2 separate regions of the Mus musculus genome follow, and region 2 is linked to region 1. The links are chromatin contacts, called in public Hi-C maps. All regions are on one chromosome and are shown on one strand. The core of a region is the stretch at or near the end of the contact, and the rest is flanking DNA. Distances in the headings are between cores, read along the strand shown. Region 1 has its middle 100 kb from the start of Gm34297. Region 2 has its middle 26 kb from the start of Poc1b.

Region 1 (6,588 bases), core at 769-3,268:
TTGTTTTACAAAGACTTAGAAAGACGATACCACCCACTTGCTGGAGATACTAACAATCAGGCTGTCTGGTTTCTCACTAAAGTATAGAGCAGTGTTTTTTACTTCTAAAATACCAGTAAGCTGGGTGGTGGTGGCGCACTCCTTTAATGCCAGCACTTGGGAGGGAGAGGAAGGCAGATCTCTGAGTTTGGGGCCAGCCTGGTCTACAGAGTGAGTTCTAGGACAGCAAGAGCTACACAGAGAAACCCTGTCTTTGGAAAACAAAACAAAACAAAACACAAAGAACAAAAAAACAGTTAAATCTCCTCACTGAAGAAAAAAAAATACTTTTAACCAAGTCAGTGAAATATTGGCATAAAAGAATGTGCATCATTTGACCTGAGCTTCAAGATGTCGTGTGTGTGTGTGTGTGTGTGTGTGTGTGTGTGTGTGTGTGTGTGTGTGTTAAAATAACAAAAGGCTTACGATGTGGATGGGGTGGTCAGGCTGAACATTGTCACACTCTATCTGAATCCCAGGTTGGGCTCTTGGGTCCTGTGACCTTGAGCAACTTTTCCAGCTTCTCTGACCTACAGCCTCCTCCACTGTAAAATAAAAACGTCAATGTTTGTTCTGTCCCTCAGGCCCTGATGTGTGTAATTGCACAGAAGATCTAAAACTGACTCGAACAGTGCTTTCTCGTTTTTTGGTACGCAGAAATGAAAGCCTCCTTATTTTACTGGCAAAACTAGGGAAATGCAGAATTGTACAGTATTATCATTTGCTAGGAAAACACTCTGCTTTGAACGTTTGGGCGATGCTGACATTCAGGAACTCCTTCCCATCATCACAGAAAGGTTTTCCAGAAGTAGTGAAAGACACTTGCTCTCTGTTATATCGCGGCTGTATTTGGAATCCGATGCTGAAGGAATTACAAAGTGGGTTGATCAACAATGGAAGTAAATGGGTGAGACTGGTGAAGGGGAGTAGACATGGGGGGAGACTCAGGCCTGTTCAAACTGGACAGTGGAAAGGAAAGCACACAGACCACGACAGTTAGTTTCCTCTTCTCAGCCTGAGTGCAGAATTGCAGCACTGGCGTCACTACATAGTAGACCAGAGCAGCTGTCCAGTTACACGGAGGACCAATCACAGCATGTGAAGCAAACAGATGACCACTGAGTGCCCAGCAGGAGACAGGTTAGGTGTTGGGTATCCCGAAATCCTGGTGAATAAAACCTGGTCAAATATACCTGTGATTGCAGACAGTTTTATTCTCTGAGAGAGTCCTGAGAAGCTAGGCAATCCATCACATCGATGCCTGAAGCCTGACGGTCTCAGCAATTTTAGGCACAGAGGCTAGAAAGGGATTAACAGTCCCTCCTCAAGAGAACAGCATTGAGTACCAATTATGATCAATGTCCTGTGCCCCTTTTATGACCTAATTCACACAAGTCCAGTAGGGATAGGCTACTTATACCCATTTTACAGAAGCATAAGTCAAGGCTTAGGCACAATCACTGGCTTGTAAAGTCTCAAGATCTTAGGTCCTAGGCCTGAACTTGATCCCAGAAATATCTGAGTATCCAGTTGAGGGTAGGGGAACCTAAGACTCATAATACTTCGATGTGATTTGTTTGTTTGTTTGTTTGTTTTAATCACATGTGTTTCCAAATAAAACAGGTTCTTTATCATTCTGTATTCAGAATTCAAAATGTAACTACAAGTTCTGGCTTTTGGCGTTGATCAATGACACGATGACAGAAGAGAACACGTACTCTTTCCTGCACGCTAATTTCTGCGGGTCCTCTGGCCAGGTCAGTGTGGTTTTGTACTGTGTACACTGCTTCCTTGCTCCTTTGCATGAAGGCATTTGTAAATTATTCTAGTTATCTTTAGAATACTTAAAATTGCTCTCTGGCATTTATATAATCAGGAGATAATCAGATGATCCTTTTTTTTAAACAATGAGCCACTTCCTGTTCATTATACTTATTATGTTTATTTATGGCATAAAACCCCATTTTCTCTTTAGAAGGTCACCTGTGGGTTGGTGTGGAGGGTTTCTTCCCTCCTCTTTAAACCACTTTACCAGGTTCTGGCATTTGTATGACTGTTGATTAATTATGGTCCTGTCTCAATCATTTATGGAAGAAATAATAGCCTATGGTTCCTTTTACCAACCATTAGGTTATTCATAGCTCCAAAAAGTGGCATAAAGTTCTTAAATCTTACATATTCAAATGCTTGTAACAGACAATCTCTTGCTGGGTTCGCCCACTCACCCCAGAGGAAGGCCGGATGTTTCCAGCCAGAAGATATCTCACACCACAGACTTGGGAAGCTAAAAGTCTCCCGTCACATTTGAGGCCCAGAGCCTTGCCAAGTCATACCAGGTGCCTCTCAGACTGCTTCCCTGCCTTTAGACAATCAGTGTATTGGTTCTCCCACAGGAAAATGTATTAGATGAGAATGAGAGATCAGAGCTTCCATTCTATTTGTGCCTAATATAAGAAGCGTAGGCAACGAGAAATATCACCCATCCCAGTGCAAAAGGCTTGGATTTTGAGTTCTCACCCTCATTTTCTTTCTGCCTGTAAAAATGTCCTGTTTGTTTGAGGATGACTTCCTCTCTCAGTTAATCTGCACTTTAAGAAGAATTGGCCCCTCCCTTGTTTTAAAGGCTGAATTTTGAGATGACGGTACCCAATCAGGAAAGTGTACTCCTGTGACCATTCTACTTGAGCAACACAGGAGAAGGTAACTCAGGGCAAACCAGTTATCAATAAGAATGCATCTTGTGGTGCAGCCTTCTAAAGATGCGGATTTTATCATGAATGTTCTCAAGGACACTGGGACCTGACAGAGTGTGGGGATCATTCAAGAGGAACCAGCTATGACTGAGTAGCTGGATACAGCCTTTGCTCTTCACAGTTTTGACTTAACACTCATATGAGTGGGGGGTGTGGGGGGAGCCTTAGCAGTTTGAGTCATGTTTTCTGTTATTTGTAACCATCAAAATAAACATACTCCTGACCTTGGGCAGGATTCCAGAGTCCCCAGGCCGTGTAATGCACTGCACACCATCTCTTCCTAGACTTTTAATCTACGTTTTCCTTCCGTCATCTCGCTTACTTTTCTCGGCGTTCCAAAAATAAACTCCATGAGTTGTTCTAAGAAGGTTACTAAGGAAAATTGGAGTTTTTGGTATTCGAGCCACACGGCCGTGCTTTATATTGTCCCCCTGCGGTTATAGGCTAATTGTGTTCGCATTTCAACCTTCTATGTTCTATGTGAACAAGTGCCTCATAGCATTCAATAGAGATGACATCTTCTAGGCAGAAGCAGAATTGCCTGAGCTGACACCCACAGCTTTCCTGATTTGACCCTCCCTCCTCCCATCTCTCCTCTCCTCTATGAAATATTAACTTTACAAGCATTTCCGCAGATGAGGGCACCTTAATTTGCAATAGGGGGATGGCATTCTTGGCTCTTTACATGTGTTTTGCTTTCAAATCCAGACTCCAAGGAAAGCCCAACCACAGCACCTGTTCCACACTTGCCACTCCGTTAGCTTGGAGACAACAAGGCAACTCTTTTCCTGTATCTGACTCTAAGGAATGTCATGTGTTGTTCCTTCGGAACAATTACTACATTCCCAACCTCTTTCTGGTTTGTTGTTGTTGTTGTTGTTGTTGTTGTTGTTGTTGTTGTTGTTGTTGGCTTGGTTTGTTTGGATTTTTTTTCCTCACTTTAAAAAAATTCTTTTCTTTCAAAGGAATGAGGAGACAGCTCAGTGGGCAAAATGCTTGCTGTAAGAGCATCAGGACCTGAATTCAGATGTCTAGCAGCCACGTAAAGAAAGCCAACATAGTAGCATGCACCTATAATCCCAATGCCTACAGGGTGGAGAGAGGGGATGCCAGACACTGACTGCCCTTCTCACCAACCAAGGAACACCAAGGTCAATAAAAGCATAAGGTAGAGAAACAACTGATAAGGATATCCGACGTCAGCTGCTGCTCGTTAAATGGGTAGGCACGGGGGCAGGGAGGGCTGCAAGCACTGCAAGTGTTAATTATTTTTTTTAATTTATTTTTTTAATTAGGTATTTTCTTCATTTACATTTCAAATGCTATCCCAAAAGTACCCCAGACACCCCCACCCACTCCCCTACCCACCCATTCCCACTTCTTGGCCCTGGCATTCCCCCGTTCTGAGGCATATAAAGTTTGCAAGACCAAGGGGCCTCTCTTCCCAATGATGACCGACTAGGCCATCTTCTGATACATATGCAGCTAGAAACACGAGCTCTGGGGGGTACTGGTTAGTTAATATTGTTGTTCCACCTATAGGGTTGCAGACCCCTTTAGCTCCTTGGGTGCTTTCCCTAGCTCCTCCATTGGGGGCCCTGTGTTCCATCCAATAGCTGACTGTGGGCATCCACTTCTGTGTCTCTTGTGAGGCTATGCCGGGGCCTGGCAAACACAGAAGTGGTTAATTAATTTTTTAAAACATCACTGCCTTCTAGTTGAATACATACTCATCTTTTTTTTATTTTGGTAGCCTTCATCTCTAGCATCTTGTCATCATCTGCTGTTTATAGCCTGTGCCGTCCATTATTGTGACTTTGGATGTCTTACTGTAACCTCTCTCAGGAATTTCACATCCCAAAAAATATCAGGTGGTCTTCCACACTGACCTTCTGATGGAACCCCCAAGGCCTTAGATTATGAAGAAAAACAATATTATCAATTGCATTCGACACTCTAAAAACAAATACATAGTGGGTTTCATCCTTATATAACTTGACTCTGTGTTTTGGTAGAAGTGGCCTTCACACCTACTGTTGGGTGACTTTGGGAGTTTTGTTTCTTCACATAAGAAAGGGCACAGAAATAATCAACAATCATGTTTGGCCTCAAAGTTCTAACTACTTATAATTTGATAAATAATAACAGCGCTTTTCTAATGAATAACAACATGGTGTCTACAGATGGGGCAGGATATGTCAAAGGGAGCAAAACACTCAAGATGGTAAGCTAGAGAAAGACAAATCAAATGACATACAAATTCTAGGTCTTTATGTCATGTAGCAAAGCTTTAGAGAATCATAAGATGGTACATGCCTTTGAATCCATCTAAACAAATGTATCTTTAGAGATATTCTCAAATTATTAGTAGTATTTAGATATATTTATTGTCATATACTCAGTTTCTGAAGGTGTAAATTCAACCAAATGTAGGTTGAAATTATATATATATATATATATATATATCGTTAATGTACACATACAAGGAGATACTTTTCTTGTCACTTTTCCCCAAAATAATGTAGGATAACAACTACTTATATAGCATTAACATAGTATTTTGGGTCTAAGTGATCTAGGGATAAAGTATTGGGATGTGTTTAGGTTTTGTTCAAATACCAAAATATGTTATATGAGACCTAAGTTCCCTTTAGTTTTGTTAGCTCTAGGGAATTCTGGACACAATTCATCTAGGAGACTGGATGTCCTCTAAGGAAATAATTCTCTCCTAATTGGCATCGTTGATGACAAACCAATTTAAAATCATTCCACTGACACACCATGGCTTAAGAAGGCTTTTGTCATAGCTCACCTTTCCCAAGATAATTCAATACCCTTTGCTATGCTATCCAACACAGTTTTTTTTTTATTTTCATGTAACTAGTAAACTCATTTGTTCAAGTCAATCTCCCCAGTGAGCCTGAGAGCCAAATGGGGGCAGGCATATTGTCATGGCTTGTTCAGTCTGCTATGCTCAACACCATAGTCACAATGCCTACTGTAACACCCAGCACACAGGGCATGCTCAGTCAACATTTGAAAGAGAGTGAGGTAGTTTACAAGGCTGACAGAACAAAAGCAGAAAGATCAATTCAATGTACAACACGAGACCCAAAACAGCCACTAAAACAATGTATACTTACACCTCATGGTTTCTATGAGTAAAAATAGGCATATGACCTAAGTTGCTCCTCCCGGTCAGAATCTCTCACCATACTGAAAAGCATCAATGAAGGCATACTTATCTGCAGATGCAACTGGGGCAGGATCCACTTCAAACTCACCTTGTAACTGTTTGCAGCATCTTTTACTAAGGGCTTCAACAGCTTCCTAGCTATTGGCCAGGGGCTATTCACCTTGACTAAATTCCTGACCAAAGGAGCTTACCACAGTGTAACTCATGATTACTGGGAGTAATTGATGAAGCCAAAGGGGTACTAGATAACTGGATACTTTGGTCTCTAATAAACTAATTGCAGAAATGTCTGTCTCATCCCCCCCCCTTTTTTTTAACATTTCTAGTTGTTAACAGATAGTCATTAGGTACAGCCTACTCTCAAGATGAGATTACACAAGATGACAAATGCTAGAACGTGGGAATAATTTGAAGCCTACCTTAGAAGACAATCCAGCACACTTAGACCTATAAGCACAGCAGGAGGAGTCAGTTTGACAAATCACTTATTCAACAGAATTGGGTCAAACTTAAAAATTGTTTCCTTCCTTGGAGGGGTAAGAATTAGGCCTGATGTAGCTAGAATAGTGGGTACATTGGTAGATGTGTTTAAGGCAATTA
Region 2 (6,495 bases), core at 3,017-5,516, 440 kb after region 1:
TCAAAGAGTAACCAACCAGACAGAAAGACATAATGCAGTGACAGGAAGCAGTGAGGAACATACAGAAGACAGTAAATAGATAAGGAGGAGAGGGACGTCGTTTAGGATGACATGGTGGGCTGTAAGTAGAGGCATTACTAAAATACATTGAATCCGGCACGGTGGCTCGTCCATTTAATTCCAGCCCTTGGGAAGGCAAGAGAAGAGGATTGTGACTTTGAGACCAGCCTACATTACACCATGTCCCCTAAAAGAGGCAGTGGGCTACTCAAAATAGACCCACAGTGAAGGATCCTAGAAGGCAGAGAGGTAACTGCTAAATAACAAAACGAGTTGATCCCGATGGTGTTGGTGAGAGAGAAGGGGCATGTTCTGTGTGTGTAGATTGTGGGCTCCAGTGCCAACACAAATAGACGCTACCTTGCAGCATCTAGCTCCCAGTAGTCCTTGAGCATCCAGAAAGGAGAGAAAAGTAAGTATATTTCAGGCCCTGGGAACCTCTAATAAGAACTCAAACGATAAGAGATTTGGCCAGCCCCCAGAACCTTGAAAACAATTCACTCAACAATTTGCAATAATTAGGAAGGGACAGGTACTGTACAATTACTCATAATTGTGCCCTGGCATGGAACCTGGAAAAAATGTCCTTGGACTTATGTTCCTAGGAGAAAATTATTACAGCAGAGAATGCTGCTAAACCAACTGCTCTTGTGGCCAGTCTGGAATACCCTAGCACAGGACTGGCTGACCTTTCGTTGTGAAGTACTGGGTGCTCTTCTTGTTGTTGGTGGTGGTTGGTTGGTTTTGTTTTGTTATGTTTTTTCAAGACTTCTGTGTAGCCCTGGCTGAACTGGCACTAACTCTGTAGACCAGGCTGGTCGTAAACTCAGAGATTCACCTGCCCCCAGGGGGCTGGAATTAAAAGCAGGTGCCACCATGCTCAGTTGGGTGCTGTTCTTAAAGTACTCTAGATCTTAGTCTTTGATTCTCCCCCTGTCTTCATACTCTCTTCTTTGTTCTACTTTATCAAGCTTCTTCTAAGTCAAATAAAAATAGTCTCTGTAACTCTTGATGAGAAGTTTGCACTTGCATCCACGTACTGATTCTGAACTCTAGGCTCATTACTTCCAACCTAATTGACGCTTTGTTTTCTTCACAAAGAGGACAGACATCTCAAGCCCAATGTATCCAATCCTCAGTTTCTAGGCTCCCTCACCTGAGTCAATGACAGCTTCACCTGTTTAGAGCTAGAATCAGAAATCAAGTACTGTTCCTCTCTCTGCCAATCTCATGTGGTTGTTTGAACAGGAATGGCTCCCAAAGGCCTCATAGATTTGAATGATTGGTCACCAGGGAGTGGCACGGTTAGGAGGTGTGGCCTTGTTGCTGTAGATATGAACCTGTTGGAGGAAGTGTGTCACTGGAGGATGGCTTTGAGGTTTCAGAAGCCCAAGCCGGGTTCAGTCTCTCTCTCCATCTCCTCCTCCCCTCCTTCTCTTCCCCTCCCTCCCCCCTCTCTGTCTCTCTCCTTCCTGCAGATCTTGATATAGAACTCAGAGCAACTTCTCCAGCACCATGTCTGCCTGCACACCACCATGCTTCCTACCATGATGATAATAGACTAAACCTCTGAACTGTAAACCAGCCCCAATTAAATGCTTTCCTTTATAAGAGTTGCCATGGTGTCTCTTCGCAGCAATAGAACTTGCACTGTGATATCTAATAGACAATCTTTCAACAAATATCATTGGCTCAATCTTAAATTTCCTCAGTCTATTCTTGGCACATTCCCTCGCACCATTCAGGTCTAAGTCACCACTTTTTTAATACAGATTATTAAAACAGCGTCCTTGGGGTTGGAGAGATGGCTCATTAGTTAAGAGTATTTGCTGCTTTTGCAAAGGAAGTGGATGAAATTCTCAGCGCCCACAAGACGGATCATAACCATCTGTAACTCCAGTGCTAAGGTATCTGATGCCCTTTTCTGGCCACCATGGGCACATACATACATGCAGGCAAAGTATTCATAAACATAAAATCAAAATTTTAAATCTTGAAAAATAATAAAAATCAGCCTCTTGTCCAGACTGTCTTGCTCCTCTGGGGGTCTGTTTAAAAATTTTCCCTCCTTGGATCATGTATCCTTCAATGGACACAAGCATCCTTCAATGGATAAGTGCATCCTTCAATGGATAGTACATCCTACAATGGATAAGTGCATCCTTCAGTGGATATGTGTATCCTTCAATGGATAGTGTATCCTACAATGGATATGTGTATCCTTCAATGGATATGTGTATCCTTCAATGGATAAGTGCATCCTTCAATGGATAGTGCATCCTACAATGGATAGTGTATCCTTCAATGGATATGTGTATCCTTCAATGGATATGTGTATCCTTCAATGGATATGTATATCCTTCAATGGATAAGTGCATTCTTCAATGGATAGTGCATCCTTCAATGGCTAGTGTATACTTCAATGGTTACATCATTTCATACCACTCCTTTTCTCAGATTCCTGCCTTGATGACTTTATTAGCAGCTTTTCTCATTACTTTTTGTCAATACCTGACACAAATCCACTTACAGGAAGGAGGACTTATTCTGGTTTGCAGTTTAAGAAGAAATTCATTCCATCACAGCATGGCAGGGATGGCAGCAGAAACGGGAGGCAGCTGATCACATCGAGTCAGGAAGCAGAGAGAAGGCAGGAAGTGATACCGTACTATACAACCTCAGTGTCCCACACTAGTGACCCACTTCCTGCAGCAAAGCTCCACCCCCTAAAGGATCCATCGCCTTCTGAAATAGTACCATCAGCTGGAGATCAAGTGTTCAGACACATGAGCTGAAAATAAAAAACTGAATTGTTACAACAGCCTACAATTGTCTTCTCCTTTATTGGGCATCTGACATCATATCGATTCCACGCCCCTTGCTGACTTACCCTAACCATACTAACCCATTTGCCTGAACCTTGGTCCCCTGCCTCCACATTTGTTCTTCTCCGGCCATGCCACGGTTCATTTCCTCTCTATCAGAGCTTTGCCTAAGGACCACTTTCTAGGTGACTGCTGCCAGACATCTTAAAACTACAACCGTCTCCCCAGAGCCCCCTGTATCTCTTTTACCTGCTTTATTTTCCTGACTAGCTATTATTCCCTTCTAATGTACTTTGTAATGTGCTTGTTGGTTGCTGTTAATTGACAGTCTCCTTTCACAAGGAATCAGCTCCACATGACGAGGGGTTCTGTCTCTTATTGCTCACTCATGGAATCTCAACTGTCTAGATGGTTGTCTAACATATCGTAGGTGTTTAGTGAATACATTTTTGGTTTTTTAAAGATCCATTTATTTATCTGTGTGTGTGTTTGTGTGTGTCTGTGTGCTCCTGCATGCCTGAAGAGCGCATCAGATCCCAGGACAGTTAGCTATGAGCCACCATGTGAGTGCTGGGAATTGAACTCAGGACCTTTGGAAGAGCAGACAGTGCTGTTAATGACCAAGTCATCTCCTCTAGCCATGTGAATAATTGGTTAGTGAATGGATTATTGCTTTTATATCTCACTCTCCCTGCTGTATAGGTAGGTGGTATTTAAGGCAAGTCCTTGTGTTCTAAGCAGTCAGCAAATAGCTCTGGTAGACTGGGTGATTCAGCTGCAAGAATGCAGTACCTTGTGCAGTATGCCATGAAATTTTCTCATCTAGTTTCTGTTTTATGGAAATATTTAAAGAAAGGTCATCATATACAGAGAATACATTTCATTGGGTCATATGGAATACTTATATACAAAATCATACATATCGTAAGCATAAAACTTGTAATTTCACAAAATAAAGCCACTCCTATGACTTCTCAGGGAGAAAACGTGTGAGCGATCATGAGCACGCGAGCACACACACAAATATTAAAGACTTCTTAGGAAAAATCAGTTAGACACAGATCTTAGATATGTCTACTTCTCGACTTCTGGTTTATTTAATAAAGACTGTAAGATATTTATCTTAAATGTGTCAAGATATGCTAAGATAATCTCTCATTGCCTTGTTAGCATCTTTTTTTAAAAAGTTGAAGCTTTTGTGTTCATGAGGATTTTTCTCACAGTGAAAAGGAGGCTCGCTAAGAAATCATTTCACTTTAACTTAAGGGTAAGGAACTGCATGCTCGCTAAGGAATCATTTCACACTAACTTAAGGGTAAGGAACTGCGCATGTGTGGGCGAGCTGTTGCTCCGCCTCTCCTCACCTCTCCCGCTCTATTTTCGGCACTTCTTTGCATAAGCAGATGACTCAGGCTTCTTGCCGCTTCCCAACTTTCCCTCCAATTATGACTCTGATGTCATGGGGAATTTCCCATGACCACTTAATGAGGAAGAAGGGGGCACTGCCGGATTTCAGAAGCTATCTTTCTGGGTTGGTCCTGAAAGTCAGAAGGAACCCTTATCATGAACAAGGGTTATGGTTAGTCACATAGGAGATAATTTGTGGTTTCCTGAGATAGGGACATTTACAGAGCGTGGCTAGTGAGTTGGTCGGTTTATCCAAGGCTTGGAAGATTGCTATCAAGATCATCTAAAAGCAAGGGGATAACCTTCTAAAAGGCTGTTTGAAGCTCCTACTGGTCTCCCAGAGGACATGTATACAGAAGGCTAAAGAAGGTGGCAGCTATGATGGTCTCTTGACTTGCTGTCAGTGAGTCTCTCTCCCAGCTTCCATATTCTGAACGGTTGTAGACTCAAGACTCTGACTCTCTCTCTCTCTCTCTCTCTCTCTCTCTCTCTCTCTCTCTCTCTCTCTCTTAAATTTTATTTATTTAATGTATGAGTGTTCTGCTGCATATATATCTACAGGCCAGAAGAGGTCATCAGATTCCCTTATAGGTGGTTGTGAGCCACCAAGTGGTTTCTGGGAATTGAACTCAGGACCTCTGGAAGAGCAGCCAATGCTCTTAACCACTGAGCCATCTCTTTAGCCCTAGACTCAAGACTCTTAGGCTGAAACTTAATCACCAGCATGGCGGCATTAGAGGTGGAACTCTCGGAATATGATTAGTTCAGGGAGGCATTGCCCTCACAGAATTAGTGGTATGACAACAGAGAGCCTCCCAACACTCAAGGTGACCAGCTGTATTATCTGTGAGCCAGGGAATATAGAATCTCATTAAGCTCAGAATCTCTTGCCTTCTTGAACTGTGAAAAGTATGTTTCTGCACCCATAAGCCATGTAGCTTGTGGCATTTTGTTACAGCAGTCTGAAGCTCCTGCTTCCTGACCTGCTTGAGTTCCAGTCTTGACTTCCTTTGGTGATCAACAGCAATGTGGGAAGTGTAAGCTGAATAAACCCTTTCCTCCCCAACTTGCTTCTTGGTCATGATGTTTTGTGCAGAAATAGAAACCCTGATGAAGACAGCCTGTCTTCTGAAGTGGTCAGATCAACAGCCAATATAGACTCTGGAAACCCAGACATGAGTATGGATGGGAGCAATTCCTCTCACCATTACCCTTAATATTTCACTTGGAGAGCGTTGTTTCCTTCTTGGAACACTCACCTTGTGGTCTGAAGTCCTTGTATAATGTGGAGAGTCTCCACCAGCAAACACGAGGCTGTTCATCCCCTTGATCAAGGGCAAACGATGGTGTGTCTGAGTATGCCAATGTGTTTGCCTTTTCTTAAGGAGAAATGGGAAGTGTTGCTACAAAATAAGAGCAGCACTATTTAAACTCATTATACTGGGAGCCCAATACACACAGTGAACAGGCAACTGCAGAACCAATGGAGATTCCTGGGGATGGAGGGCCAGGGTCAGGAATCCATGACTATTGGATTAGACCTGCCCAGATGTGGGCCTTTGGTGGGTTATTTTATTTTCGCTGTTTCCTTCCCTCTCTTGCTGCCTTATGCCCTGCTAACGACTGATAGTGCAGTTCAGGTTCCAAAAACGAATCTGATTGGCCTCCATCCCCATCAGGGTTGGGAGATGATGAAGCCATTTGCCTTGTATTTAGGACCTGTGTTTCTGGAGCTAAAAGAGGGACCAGAATGGCGGCTGAGGAACGACAGCTTAGCCTGAAATCGTTATTCTTAGCCATGTTCTCTGCATTGTCCTGTCGAGCTCTGTGGCCTGGGACGCTGACCTCCACTAGGGCCGCTGTTGCACTTGCTTTTGCTCATTCTCTGCCAGGAGACCCTGGCACGGGGCCAGAGAGCAGAGGAGAGCAAGGCTGGGTATTCTGATGCCCTCCTCTTCTGTCATCTTTGCCTTGCCATGGGGCAGGCAGTGTTACAGCTAGCATGGCACCCCAGAGGTCAGGACTTAGGCCTAAGCGATACCTCGGCACGTGTCACTTCTGTGCTAACAGTGCCCACAGCTGTGTAAGTTGTCCCTGTGTGGAATGCTCTTCAGCTAGGCACTTTGAGGGCTCCTTTCCAATACTTCATAGGTCAGCAGGTAAAGCTGCCGAGAGGAGGGTAGAGGTCAGTTACTGTGGGAAT

The links. Hi-C and Micro-C count contacts between places; a contact is called where the count stands out from the background.
Region 2: a contact with region 1 is called in a Hi-C map of group 2 innate lymphoid cells, with 2.3 times the contacts expected there. The contact joins two enhancer-like sites. A contact is called at or near these places in 6 of 484 Hi-C or Micro-C datasets (the HPC-7 cell line, cerebral cortex, cortical neurons and 1 more).

The regions. Positions count from the first base shown.
Region 1 is chr10:98,634,888-98,641,475 of GRCm38.p6, forward strand. No RefSeq gene overlaps it. Among named protein-coding and RNA genes, the nearest start is that of Gm34297, 100 kb to the left of the region's middle. Within about 2 kb of position 2,019, at least 6 of the 459 cell types and tissues checked have an H3K27ac peak or open chromatin away from gene starts, as enhancers often do. A contact at or near this core is called in group 2 innate lymphoid cells, where this site is marked.
Region 2 is chr10:99,077,440-99,083,934 of GRCm38.p6, forward strand. It overlaps the pseudogene Gm51755. Among named protein-coding and RNA genes, the nearest start is that of Poc1b, 26 kb to the right of the region's middle. Within about 2 kb of position 4,267, at least 52 of the 459 cell types and tissues checked have an H3K27ac peak or open chromatin away from gene starts, as enhancers often do. A contact at or near this core is called in group 2 innate lymphoid cells, where this site is marked.